Linked DNA regions of Zea mays: regions 1 and 2 are each linked to region 3. Evidence: chromatin contacts called from public Hi-C data. All regions are on one chromosome and are shown on one strand. The core of a region is the stretch at or near the end of the contact, and the rest is flanking DNA. Distances in the headings are between cores, read along the strand shown. Region 1 holds the start of LOC100282147 (nuclease PA3). Region 2 holds the start of LOC100278900. Region 3 holds the start of LOC100192718.

Region 1 (3,629 bases), core at 368-2,867, 200 kb after region 3:
GCCAACGGGTGTAATAGGAGAGGGGAAAAAGGTGTGACGTGCTTGTGGTGATGTGGCACAGCTCAAGAGCTACACTAATTTGACTAGAACCCAACAGAGAGAGGAAGGGGGGGGTGCTCACCGGAGATGAAGATGACGACGACGCTGGCTCAATCGAGCTCGGGGGAGGGGTGTGGGGAGGCCGAGGCCGGTGTGAGGAGTTGGGGGAGCTCGGGGCGGTCCTTTTATAGGCGGCCGAGGGAGGGGGAGGAAGGGGAGGTGGCGAGCACTGGCGACGCTTGCCGTGGCGGTGATGATGGCGCATAGTGGTGGCGACGGGATGGCTCGGGCAGACGGGGTGACGGGATGGCTCGGGCAGACGCAAGGCGTCAAACCGAGCTGGTGAGCGCGATAATGGCGAGGCGATGGGGCGGGCGGTGGCCGGCGGCGAATGCGCCGATAGCCTGATCTCGGGCGAGGGGAGAGTGGCTGACAAGCGGGGCCCGCTTGCCAGAGGGAGAGCAGTCGCGAGGAAGCGAGAGCGAGCGCGGCTGATGGGTGGGGTCGGGTCGTCAGCGAGGGGAGGGGAGTGTGGCGTGGGCGCGAGAGGTGGGCCGCGTGGGCTATGCGCGGCGCGCGGAAGGGAGGGAGAGGGGGAGGGACTTGGGCTGGAATCGGCCCAGCCGGGGGGGAGAGAAGAGAAATTCCCTTTCCTTTTTCTTTTCCTATTTCCAAATCTATTTTACTTTCTCCTTTTCTATAATCTCCTTTTTCCTTTAAACAAATATTTATCTACATTTCTTGGGTGTCAAAATATTCTATGTGAGGTGCAACTAACAACCATAGTATATGCATATGATGAATGAAGTGTCTCATGAGGTGGGGGTCTTAGGAGATAATTAAGGGAGGGTTAGGAGTTTTAGGGTTTCTAACCTTGGGACCAAAATTGGGATTTTACACCCAGAGCCGTTGCCCTTGGGCTTGTGACGTCCTGGTTCGCCTGGAGAGCGGTGATCGCATCAGCCTCACGGCGGCGCGTAGCGTCAGTGCTCTGCTCAACGTTGTCTATGGTGGTCGTGGTTGTTGTGCCGTTGGCAGCCACGAGGGCACGGTAGCTATGAGCGGAAAGTAAGGTAGGATCGACTAAATGATACTATATCGGTTATCGAATATTTGTCGTCCGCTAGTTCAATTTTAAACTAAATGGCGACAAATAAAAAGAACGGAGAGTGTACATGAAAGAGAGAGTGGTTTTAGATAATGTTTGCCTTGATTGATTTATTATACATGTCACAAATATATAGTCAATCCTCTACCTGTTTATGGAAACAGATGGGGAGGGAGACATAATTATAGGAATCAATACAGGGAAATCCATGATCACAGGAGCAACTATGGAAGGTGCAAATCCTGTGAATGTACAGTTGTACAGTCAAACAGTATTTTGTCAGCTGGAGACTGCAGTTGTTTCCGGAAGCGACGGGCCTGATGGCGCTTTCAATTTGCGCAAACTTTCTTTTAAAAACCCAAAGATGCTGGCCGGCCTGCACGTTGTCGATTTCCTTTGAGAACGTGAAAGCTGGAGTGCTGATGCAGAACCAGAGGCATCAGCACGAAAGCGGAGAAAGCGAAAACCCCAAACGGACGCAGATTGCCGTTCATGATCCGGCTCTTTAAAATAACGCAGTAGAAACGGAGAGCGATCTGAACACGGTCTGCAGATTTCAACGAGGTGTGGTGTGAGCGCGATGAGCGTTCATGGCCCGTAATCCGACGGGATATCCGACATTTGTGCCGTATCCAGCGCATGCCGACAATCCGTCCGGAGATCCCTCTCCCTCTCTCTCATGGCATTCATGTTTTAAACCAACCAAGCCGCCTCTGCTGCTCCGATCCGTCTCCCTCTGTTCCAGCAGTCAGGATGGAGGCCGCCGCAACACTTCCGCCGCTGCTGCTCCTCATCCTCCTTGCTGCGACTGCGGTGCCGGCTCCGTCGCACGCATGGGGAGTCGACGGCCATCTCATGGTCTGCCAGATCGCACAGGCACGCGTGATTCTTTCTCACCACTGCACTATTGTTACAGTCTGCGAATCTGTACATTCTCCAACTCCTTTGCGTCCTTCTGTGCTGATACTGATACACATCCACTGCGTGCGATGCGAACGCTGCCCAGGGCCGTCTGAGTGGCGCGGCGGCCGCGGCGGTGAAGGACCTGCTGCCGTCCTACGCCGGCAACAACCTGAGCAGCCTCTGCTCCTGGGCGGACGACGTCAAGTTCAGGTACCCCTGGTCGTCGCCGCTCCACTACATCGACACCCCCGACGGCCTCTGCACCTACCGCTACGACAGTAAGCGGAGCGGCCACGCCACGCTACTCTCGTTCTGAGATTTCGAAACCATGAGTCCGATGAATCTGAAACGCAAGCCTCCTGTGCTCATCCTGCCGTCGTTCTCTGTTCCGTCATCAGGGGACTGCAAGGACGAGGACGGCGTCGAGGGCCGGTGCGTCGCGGGCGCCATCAACAACTACACCTCCCAGCTCCTCGCCTACCGGAGATCTTCACCCACTGAGTGTAATGTTGCTGCTCGCACTCGTATGCGCATTGCTCCAATTCTGGACAATTTTCAGTCGTAAACGTTGCTTTCTCTTGGAGCGCAGATAACCTAACGCAAGCGCTCCTCTTCCTCTCGCACTTCATCGGAGACATACACCAGGTAGTACAAACCGCAAAACAAGATTGTGATGTGTGTGATCAGATCAGCACCTTAGCTGATCGCTCAAGCTACTGTCTGCTCACACGACCACTGCCTGTGTAATTCATAGCCACTTCACGTGGGGTTCACCTCCGACAAAGGAGGGAACACCATTGACGTCCACTGGTACACAAGGAAGACTGTTCTACACCATGTACGTACGTCTGGTACTGGACACCGTCAGTCAGGATCCTGAAACCTGAAGGAACCTGAATGCTGCTGGGACGTGTTCTGTTTTCTGCAACCAATTGTCAGGTTTGGGACGCCAGCATCATCCAGACGGCCGAAGATGACTTCTACGGCGACAGCGTAGCCGGGTATATCGACACCCTGAAGAAAAATATAACGGTATGGAACTAGCCTTAAGTGTTTTCTATAGATAGTAGGTAGGTAGAGAGAGAGACAAAGCTAAATGTTGATAATTGAGACCTTCTGCAGCAGGGAGAATGGTCGGAGCAAGTGTCTAGCTGGGAAGCGTGCGGTACGAACCAGACTGCATGTCCAGACATGTACGTATGCTTTACTTCACATTCAGAAATTTTTTTGCTTGGGCATTTAATTGATCTTTGTATGTTGTTGCATGAGCTCGAGCGTTTTTTTTCATTGATTAATCCAGTTACTGTTATGATCATTCTTTATGTTACAAATCCTTCGTAAAGTAAGATTACTCTCTAAGTTTTTAGCTGGATTTACTGGTTGTAAACAAATGCTGCAAGATATGCGTCTGAGAGCGTCGCTGCAGCATGCGACTGGGCGTACAAGGGAGTCGAGGAAGACTCAACCCTAGAAGGTGGAGTAACTTTTTTTTTTAACTTACATTACTGTTATGTAGAGCTTTTGATGCATGATTTTCACTTGAGGGGCCAAGGATATGGTAATTTATTTGTGCTTACGA
Region 2 (3,614 bases), core at 292-2,791, 240 kb before region 3:
GGAATAAACGAGTATTCAGCTAGATTCCTTATTATGTGGTTATAAATCTGTCCGTATATCTTGTATTTAAGATGTTGTAGTTCATACACAGTCAAATTAAAAAAAACATTGTTACTTAATTGAGAGTAGAAGGAGCATTGAACTAATGCTGGAAGGACAATAAAACCGGTCTCGTTTCATAACAGTTTTATGTCATTAAATAGGTTGACATGGTACGGTATAGGATATGTGAGGAGAGAGAGATAATGAAGTTTCATGGGATGAAAATGAGTTTTATAGGATTAAAACTCACCTAAATTCAGAGACGTAGTCATGATTTTTATTTAGAGGGGCCAAGACATGTAACTATAGTTATAATGTGAATAAATAGAATATATGTATATATACAATATGCAATAGTCACTAGTCATAACAATTAACACATATATACACTAAATATATAGTAAATATTAACTTTTTATGAGCTAACTCTTTTATTTTAGCCATAGATATAAACTACAAAACAATTTTTCTTTTTTGTTAGGCCCGCTAGCCACCCTATCTACGCCACTACGTACCGACATTGTTTGCAATGCATAAAGCTTTAGAAACTAAAACATGAAACCTTCCACTGATAAGGTTCTCTCTTAGTTACTAAGGTCCTGTTCCAAACCTATTAGTTCAGCTTAGAATGAGTGAGCTAACGAATCAGCTAATTGGTAGTTATATATCTCAAATAGCTATTAGTTGCTAGCTGTTCCAACCCAACTAAAATCCGCTAACAACTTATTAGGTAACTAATAATTAGTTCTAGAGGTTTGGAACGGGACCTAAATAAGTCAATTACTAAAGTTATTTAAGTTATCTTATGGTACCAAATTAGCTAGTACCATTGAAAACACCACAAACTATATTTTGATATTGTACTTATTTGGTATCAAATATTCGTTTATTATTATTATTTTTGGTTAAGACAACTTTAGGAATTGGTTTATTTATTAGGAACAGAGGAAGAGGAAGACAGTAAGTAGTACTCTCTCCGTTTCTGATAGTTCGATTTTGCACTATCCAGCGACAACTAAAACGAAACGGAGGTAGTATTATTTATAATTACATTTGGAGAAAGGAGGAGTCGTCGTTGCACCAGAAGATCGAGGTGGTCCTGGAGATCTGGACTGGTGGATGGTTCCTGTATCTTGTTAAGACGCAGTCAGGCATGCATTGACCTATATAACCAGATACTTAACTGTGTAGGAACTTAATTTACAAGCGTGTTTTCTAGTTGGGCGTGACCAGGATCAGCAGGCCGGTACGCCCTCTGAAAGAGAGAGAAAGAAAGAAAGAAACAGACGACACCACGTCGTCACTTTCTCATACTAGTAGCCTGTACTAGTATATGATACTACCGAGCAAGTCCTCTTGGAGCGCTAGCTTGAGGCGGCATTACTCCTTGATTCCCGCTGCCCGCGCACATTATTTTGTATCGGTGCGGAGAAACGGAATGGCCATCAGCGGCGTGCAGGCGCAGCTGTTTTGCAGCTAATCCTTCTTCCTTCTTCCTCCTTCCTCCTGCTCCTCTCTCTGTCTCTGTCTCTCCCTTGCAGAGCTGGCTGAGAAAGAGCTAGCACAAACGTCGATGCAAGCGACGAATAAGAGACCGCAGAGAAGATACCCTGTGGCACCCATCGTCATGTGCCTGGTCCTGGCGTGGGCATCATGCCTCCACGGCGACGACACTAAATTATTAGCGGCCGCGGTTCCATTGCCGCGGCGTCCAGCAGCAACAAGCAGCGTGGCCGCCGCAGGGGGGATGCCCGTCGTCGTGGGCTACCGCCCGAGACCTCAAGCAGGCGCCGCCGCCGGCCGCTCAGCACCGCGTTCCACCGCCTGGATCGGAGACGACAAGCGCCAGATTCCAAGCTGTCCCGACGCTCTCCACAACAGGTAGGGTCGAAATCCAAGCACCCTGGCCTGGCCTGGCCTACCCCGTGCCCGTGGTAACCACTGCTTAATTAGAAGAGAGAGTGTGTGTGTGCGCGCGTCGCTATGTGTTTTGGTTGAATTAGTTCAAAAGTATCGTCATCTTACAAAGCTGCTGCAACAGTATGCAACGCTGAAGATCGGTGAGCAGAACCACGGTGGCTAGCTCGATCTCTTGTGCATCTCGCATTATGAAAAAAAGTGTGTCTTTCTGCGTTGTTTGATTCAATTTGTACATGTTCCGCCGGGAGATACTTTCACTTGTAGTAGCCATATATTTGCATGAGCTCAGGTTATCCACCACCACTGGGTGGGTGTTTTAGCTCAGTTGACATTATTGTCCACTGCAGCATGAATCCAAGATGAAGCTTTCGCACATGGTGCTATCGATCGTACGTTCTGTGTCTGTCTAGCTCTAGAGCGGTTACGTATCGTCAATGGTTAAGGTAGTGTTGGAACGGTTGGGACGATGGAGCAGCTCATTAATAGGAGTGGCTCCGTCCGAAAGATTTGAGGGAGCATGATGGTTTAGGATTTGAATATAACTTTTCAAGATCACTTTTTGTTCTCCATAGAACTAATTCAAACATCAATAAATTAGAAGCGGAGCGACTCATCTCACTATACTCTGAAACCAAACACTAACTAAAATACGTGTGTGCGGACCAGTATATTACGCATACTTATTTCACTGGGACAAGTCTTTAGCCAATAATTACTTTGTTAGTACTCCTACATATATAGTTTTTATTTGTATAAAAAACTCTTGCCTCATGCTTTTGAACCACACTGCTAGGACGAGCCTTTACACAGTATTCACGACGACATTCTGGAAATATTTTATTGACGAGTGGATCTGGTCACTGGCTCCAAAAGCTTCCTTTGGAGAGCCAGTAGCTGATGAGCTGCCACACAGACATTGACGCTCGATCTGAAACAGAAGTAGATTGGTGTTAATGCAAGCTGTATTGTGGTTGTGGACTCGATCGGTGGCCACGGCGGGTGTGGGCGTGGGCCTTGAGTTCAGTGGAGTTTGGGGTTCCTACAAAGAAGAGGCCATCATTTGCATCTTCGGAAGAAAAGAACCCTTTCTGGCGACCCGGTTCTGTTTGTTTGTTTGTTCGTTGGTTCGTTCTCATCCTCCTCTCAGAGCAGGCGCGCGCGCGGGATCCATCAACCATCATGTTGTTGTGGTCTCTAGCGCGCTTGTGTCTGCTTGCATGTTACTCGGGCGACTGTTGCTCACATGTACAAGGAACACCGCGTGCTTTGGACGGTGCTCTTAAATTGAGCGTCACTCAACTGCGGCCGCTGTCTTCTTGCACGGGAGCAATCGTGGACAGAACGATGTGAAGTTTCAGTGCCACGCCTGTAGGCTGGCTGGCCTTGATCGATCGGAGTTCTACGCTTAGGTACTGGTGCCAGCTGCCAGAGAGCAGCTGTTAGCTAGCTAGTACTAGTAGCTACCGTGCCATCTGTTTTCAACGCAAGCCGCAGTGTTTTCGCCAAGCGGCGACAGGCGGCTATCGCGTCTTGCGTTGGACCACCATGTTTCTTATCTTATTGCGTGCTGTCTCTGAATCTCTGAATCTAGAAACAGGTGCGGCTTCCGATAACAGAAAGGAACGCGGTGGTGCCTTTTGCAACTAGTGTCG
Region 3 (3,912 bases), core at 209-2,708:
CTTTCCCTGAAACCTTGAGCACTTTTCACAACCTAATGGGCAGATCAGGACATCATTATCAAGAAAGGGTGTCGTGCTAAGTTACAAATCATCATCTCAAAAGCCCCTTTCAGGTACTATGCTTGGACTATTCTACCAATTCAGAATGGTATCGAAGAGATTGAGAAGAATCCATCACAATCCCAGAACAAATTTAGATGAAATAACATGACAGAAATGCATACCTGAATGGTTGCCCAAACGGCAGCAGCGAGGGGAACCCAGTTCGAGAATGGCACAACCCACCGTTCGATGAACCACGCAAAGAGGCCAAGCGGGATCAGGAAGGGCAGCAAAGGTTGCTCCACCATGACCTGGTTAAAGAACTCCCGAGCATCCCGGCCATACAGTTTCTTCAGCTTCTTCTTCACCATGGCTCCTCCCTTGTATCTTTAGCTTCAGCCTTCAGCAACAAACTCCTTTCTGACCTCTCTTGTAGGAGACACCTTAACCTTGGTGAGTCGTGGAGATACCTTTCCAGCTTTATGCTTTTGTTCCCACTTGATCCTGAGCTCCTGTCACCATAGTAGCCCACTCCATCTCCCCTTTTGCACCTGTAGTAATAGGTATCTGTCCACCTACAATTCAGGCCGAATTAATACCCACGAGAAGAGCGACACCTAAGAAAATGCATGAGATGAGTGTGACATATTGCCCCCACACTTATTTAGATTTTTCCCATCCCAGCTTCTAGAGAGAGGACCAGGAAATTCCAATCCTATCGTGTTGACTTTTCTAATGCCGGGCATGAACGAGAGATTCACCTTGACAATATTTTCAGCCTAGTCAGCAGGTTAATTATATCACAAGGAATAGCTGTCCTTTGGTACTGGTATATAGTAGATCACATAAAGAAGGAAATCTACATAACGAACGGAATCAAGAACAACTGAATTGACTGCCCAAAAAAGGACTTGCCCGTAACGCTTAAACTGCAGGCAAGTTTGTTGGTCAACGATCAGATTTAGGCATATCTGAACTCCATGTAATTAGCAAACTAATAAGAAGAAAGGCGGCTTTCGGGAAGGGAACGAACCAATGGTGCGAGGCCGGTGTTGTAGATTCCTGTAATAGCCCCCGAGACACCTACCTTCTTTAGCAACCAGCTCGCCGCAGACGCGCCTGGGGGTCTCGTTTGGGAGCTAAAACCCAAGTCCCGGAACCAATCACAAGGACGGCTACTGCCGACAGAGCCTTCTTTGCCTAAATACCACTCGGCAGGTCCTAGAACCCGAAGCAGTCGACAAAGATCAAACTTTTGCAGGTTTGGAGTGGTTCCGCGATCCAAGAAAAGGTTTGGAGCAGTTCCGCGATCCAAGAACCGGGAGCAAGAAACAAGCGGAGGGTTCTACTGGTGGGATCGAGGAGGATTGGAAATTTGGAACTGGGAGGGAGGAGTCGGGTCGGGTGGGCTTCGGGCAACACCAATGTTGGAAGGCGTCAAACTTTGGAAGTCACCACTCACCAGTGTCGCTTGCCCCAGCCGCGTGCAGCGTGCTGCCGTACTCGCAGTCGCAAACGTTTCTTTGATAGGTTTGGTTAGACGATAGGCGCTAGTTGACCGCCTCAGCGAGTCAGAGTCAGAGTCCTACATACCCTCAAAATGTAAATGGTACAGATTGTATCAGTAATTAAATTTAATCTGTCTAGAGGTTTAGGGTTCCGTTAGAGCATCTCCAAGAGAGGACTTAAGTCGGGTCCTATATTCAAATATAGGAGTTAAAATCTCAAAATAGCTTCCAACAAAATTGTTATTTTATAAATTTCTATCAAATAAATATAGCACCCGAAGTCACAGTTGCTAAATATAGCACCCCAGTCAGGGGACTTATTCATGTGCGTCTAATCTCACGGAGTTAACTACCACATGGGTTTAGGAGTGAGTTTAGGAGTTGTTGTTGTAGTTGATAAAAAATTGTTGATCCAAGTTAACTTGAATCAGGTCCAATTTAGCTTTTGAGACCCTAATTATAAGAGTTTCTCTTGGAGATGCTCTTAGTGGTGGATTAAACAGGATTGGAAGAAAAAAATATATTTAGAAAATATGAAAATAAATATAAAACGAGTAATATTGGTCCGAATCAGATCTGACTATATCCTAGCCGTAAAATGAAGAAGAGCACCAGCTCTCCGGATTCGCTAAAAATAGTTATACTATATAAAAATTTATCTAAATAATCTAGATTTATTTATCAAAATAATGAATCTAAGATCACGTTTTATTATTTCGGCTCAAGTTCCACCAACTTAAGTTTAGTGGATTTAGTAAAAAAATAGTCATCACTGCTACTTATTAAAAAACTAATAGGGTGCTCGTGCATTGCTACGACGACTTAAAAATTGACACAAAACAATAATATGTTATATAATTACAATCTGATTGATGATTTTGTACCTAACAAACAACACATTCTCTAATAGAATATATTGATGCCTACAATATATATGAGTGTCCTGAGGCCCCTAATACGTTGTGCAAAATGCCTTTCTGTCTGCAGGAAATCAGATTCGGCAGTGAATGAGTATGGGCATTCGATGGCTCTATCACCAGAGAAGAGAAGGGTAGATATTACGCAACGAGGGCTTCACCATTCGATGAAACATGTTCAACTTTCGTATCATAACTAAGGAGAACTTGTCACAGCCGGTTTTAGAAGGCAGAACAAATGTGAACCATGTACGTGTCAGGATCAGAACTCATTTGCATAGTAATTACATAAATGACTCATTATAGCACAATGCTTTGAATAATAATAAAGAGTAAGTAATGATATTACAGATTAGAGTCATTTACATAATATATATCAAAGTACACAGAATAAAAATATAGTTGTCTGTGTTTCGAACCCGGGGGGTCCCTGGACCGACGAGTAAATTATCGCCGCGTGCCCCAGCCCAGATGGGTCGGCGCGAGACGGAGCGCGAAGGGGGGAGGCAGCCGGAGGGAGACGGGTGTGAGAGGTGGAACCCTGCGGCCTTCGTGTTTGTCCCGCGCCCTGGTCGGGTGCGCTTGCAGTAGGGGGTTACAAGCGTCCACGCGGGAGGGAGCGAGCGGCCTCACGCGAGCGCCGTCCCGTCCTTCCCCGCGCGGCCAACCCTCTGTAAGAGGGCCCTGGTCCTTCCTTTTATAGGCGCAAGGAAAGGATCCAGGTGTACAATGGGGGGTGTAGCAGTGTGCTAACGTGTCTAGCGGAGGAGAGCTAGCGCCCTAAGTACATGCCATCGTGGCAGCCGGAGAGGTTTTGGCACCCGGTTCGTGTGGTGTCGTGGCCGTCGGAGGAGCGCTGGAGCCTGGCGGAAGGACAGCTGTCGGGGCTGTCGAGTCCTTGTTGACGTCCTCTTGCTTCCGTAAGGGGGCTGAGAGCCGCCGTCGTCATAGAGCGTGCATGGCGCCATCATTACTTGTCTGGCGGAGCGAGCCAGATGGGACGCCGGTCTTGTTCCCCGTAGCCTGAGTCAGCTTGGGGTAGGGTAATGATGGCGCCTCCTGTTGACGTGGTCGGTCCGTGCCCTGGGTTGGGCGATGTGGAGGCTCCTCCGAGGTCGAGGTCGAGTCTGTCTTCCGAGGCCGAGGTCGAGTCCGAGCCCCCGGGTCGGACGAGGCGGAGACCGTCGGCTGATGCCAGGGTTGAGTCCGAGCCCTGGGGTCGGGCGAAGCGGAGTTACGTCGTCCTTCGGGGCTGAGCCCGAGTCCGAGCCCTGGGGTCGGGCGGAGCGGAGTTCGTCGTCTTCCGGGGCTGAGCCCGAGTCCGAGCCCTGGGGTCGGGCGGAGCGGAGTTCGTCGTCTTCCGGGGCTGAGCCCGAGTCCGAGCCCTGGGGTCGGGCGGAGCGGAGTTCGTCGTCTTCCGGGGCTGAGCCCGAGTCCGAGCCCTA

Evidence for each region. Hi-C and Micro-C count contacts between places; a contact is called where the count stands out from the background.
Region 1: a Hi-C map of tassel shows a contact between it and region 3, with 6 times the contacts expected there. The contact joins the promoter of LOC100282147 here to the promoter of LOC100192718 in region 3. A contact is called at or near these places in 6 of 25 Hi-C or Micro-C datasets (bundle sheath, ear, leaf and 2 more).
Region 2: a Hi-C map of leaf shows a contact between it and region 3, with 3 times the contacts expected there. The contact joins the promoter of LOC100278900 here to the promoter of LOC100192718 in region 3. A contact is called at or near these places in 4 of 25 Hi-C or Micro-C datasets (ear, leaf and tassel).

Annotation. Positions count from the first base shown.
Region 1 is chr3:23,562,107-23,565,735 of Zm-B73-REFERENCE-NAM-5.0, forward strand. LOC100282147 (nuclease PA3) reads left to right here and starts at 1,618. Exons shown (of 9, transcript NM_001155059.2): 1 at 1,618-2,023; 2 at 2,154-2,328; 3 at 2,449-2,553; 4 at 2,640-2,695; 5 at 2,805-2,888; 6 at 2,990-3,082; 7 at 3,173-3,243; 8 at 3,451-3,524. The coding sequence starts at 1,787.
Region 2 is chr3:23,120,162-23,123,775 of Zm-B73-REFERENCE-NAM-5.0, forward strand. It overlaps LOC100278900, which reads left to right and starts at 1,542. Exons shown (of 1, transcript NM_001152027.1): 1 at 1,542-2,219. The coding sequence starts at 1,616. The coding sequence ends at 1,927.
Region 3 is chr3:23,361,681-23,365,592 of Zm-B73-REFERENCE-NAM-5.0, forward strand. LOC100192718 reads right to left here and starts at 1,459. Exons shown (of 15, transcript NM_001358541.1): 1 at 1,076-1,459; 2 at 225-617. The coding sequence starts at 413.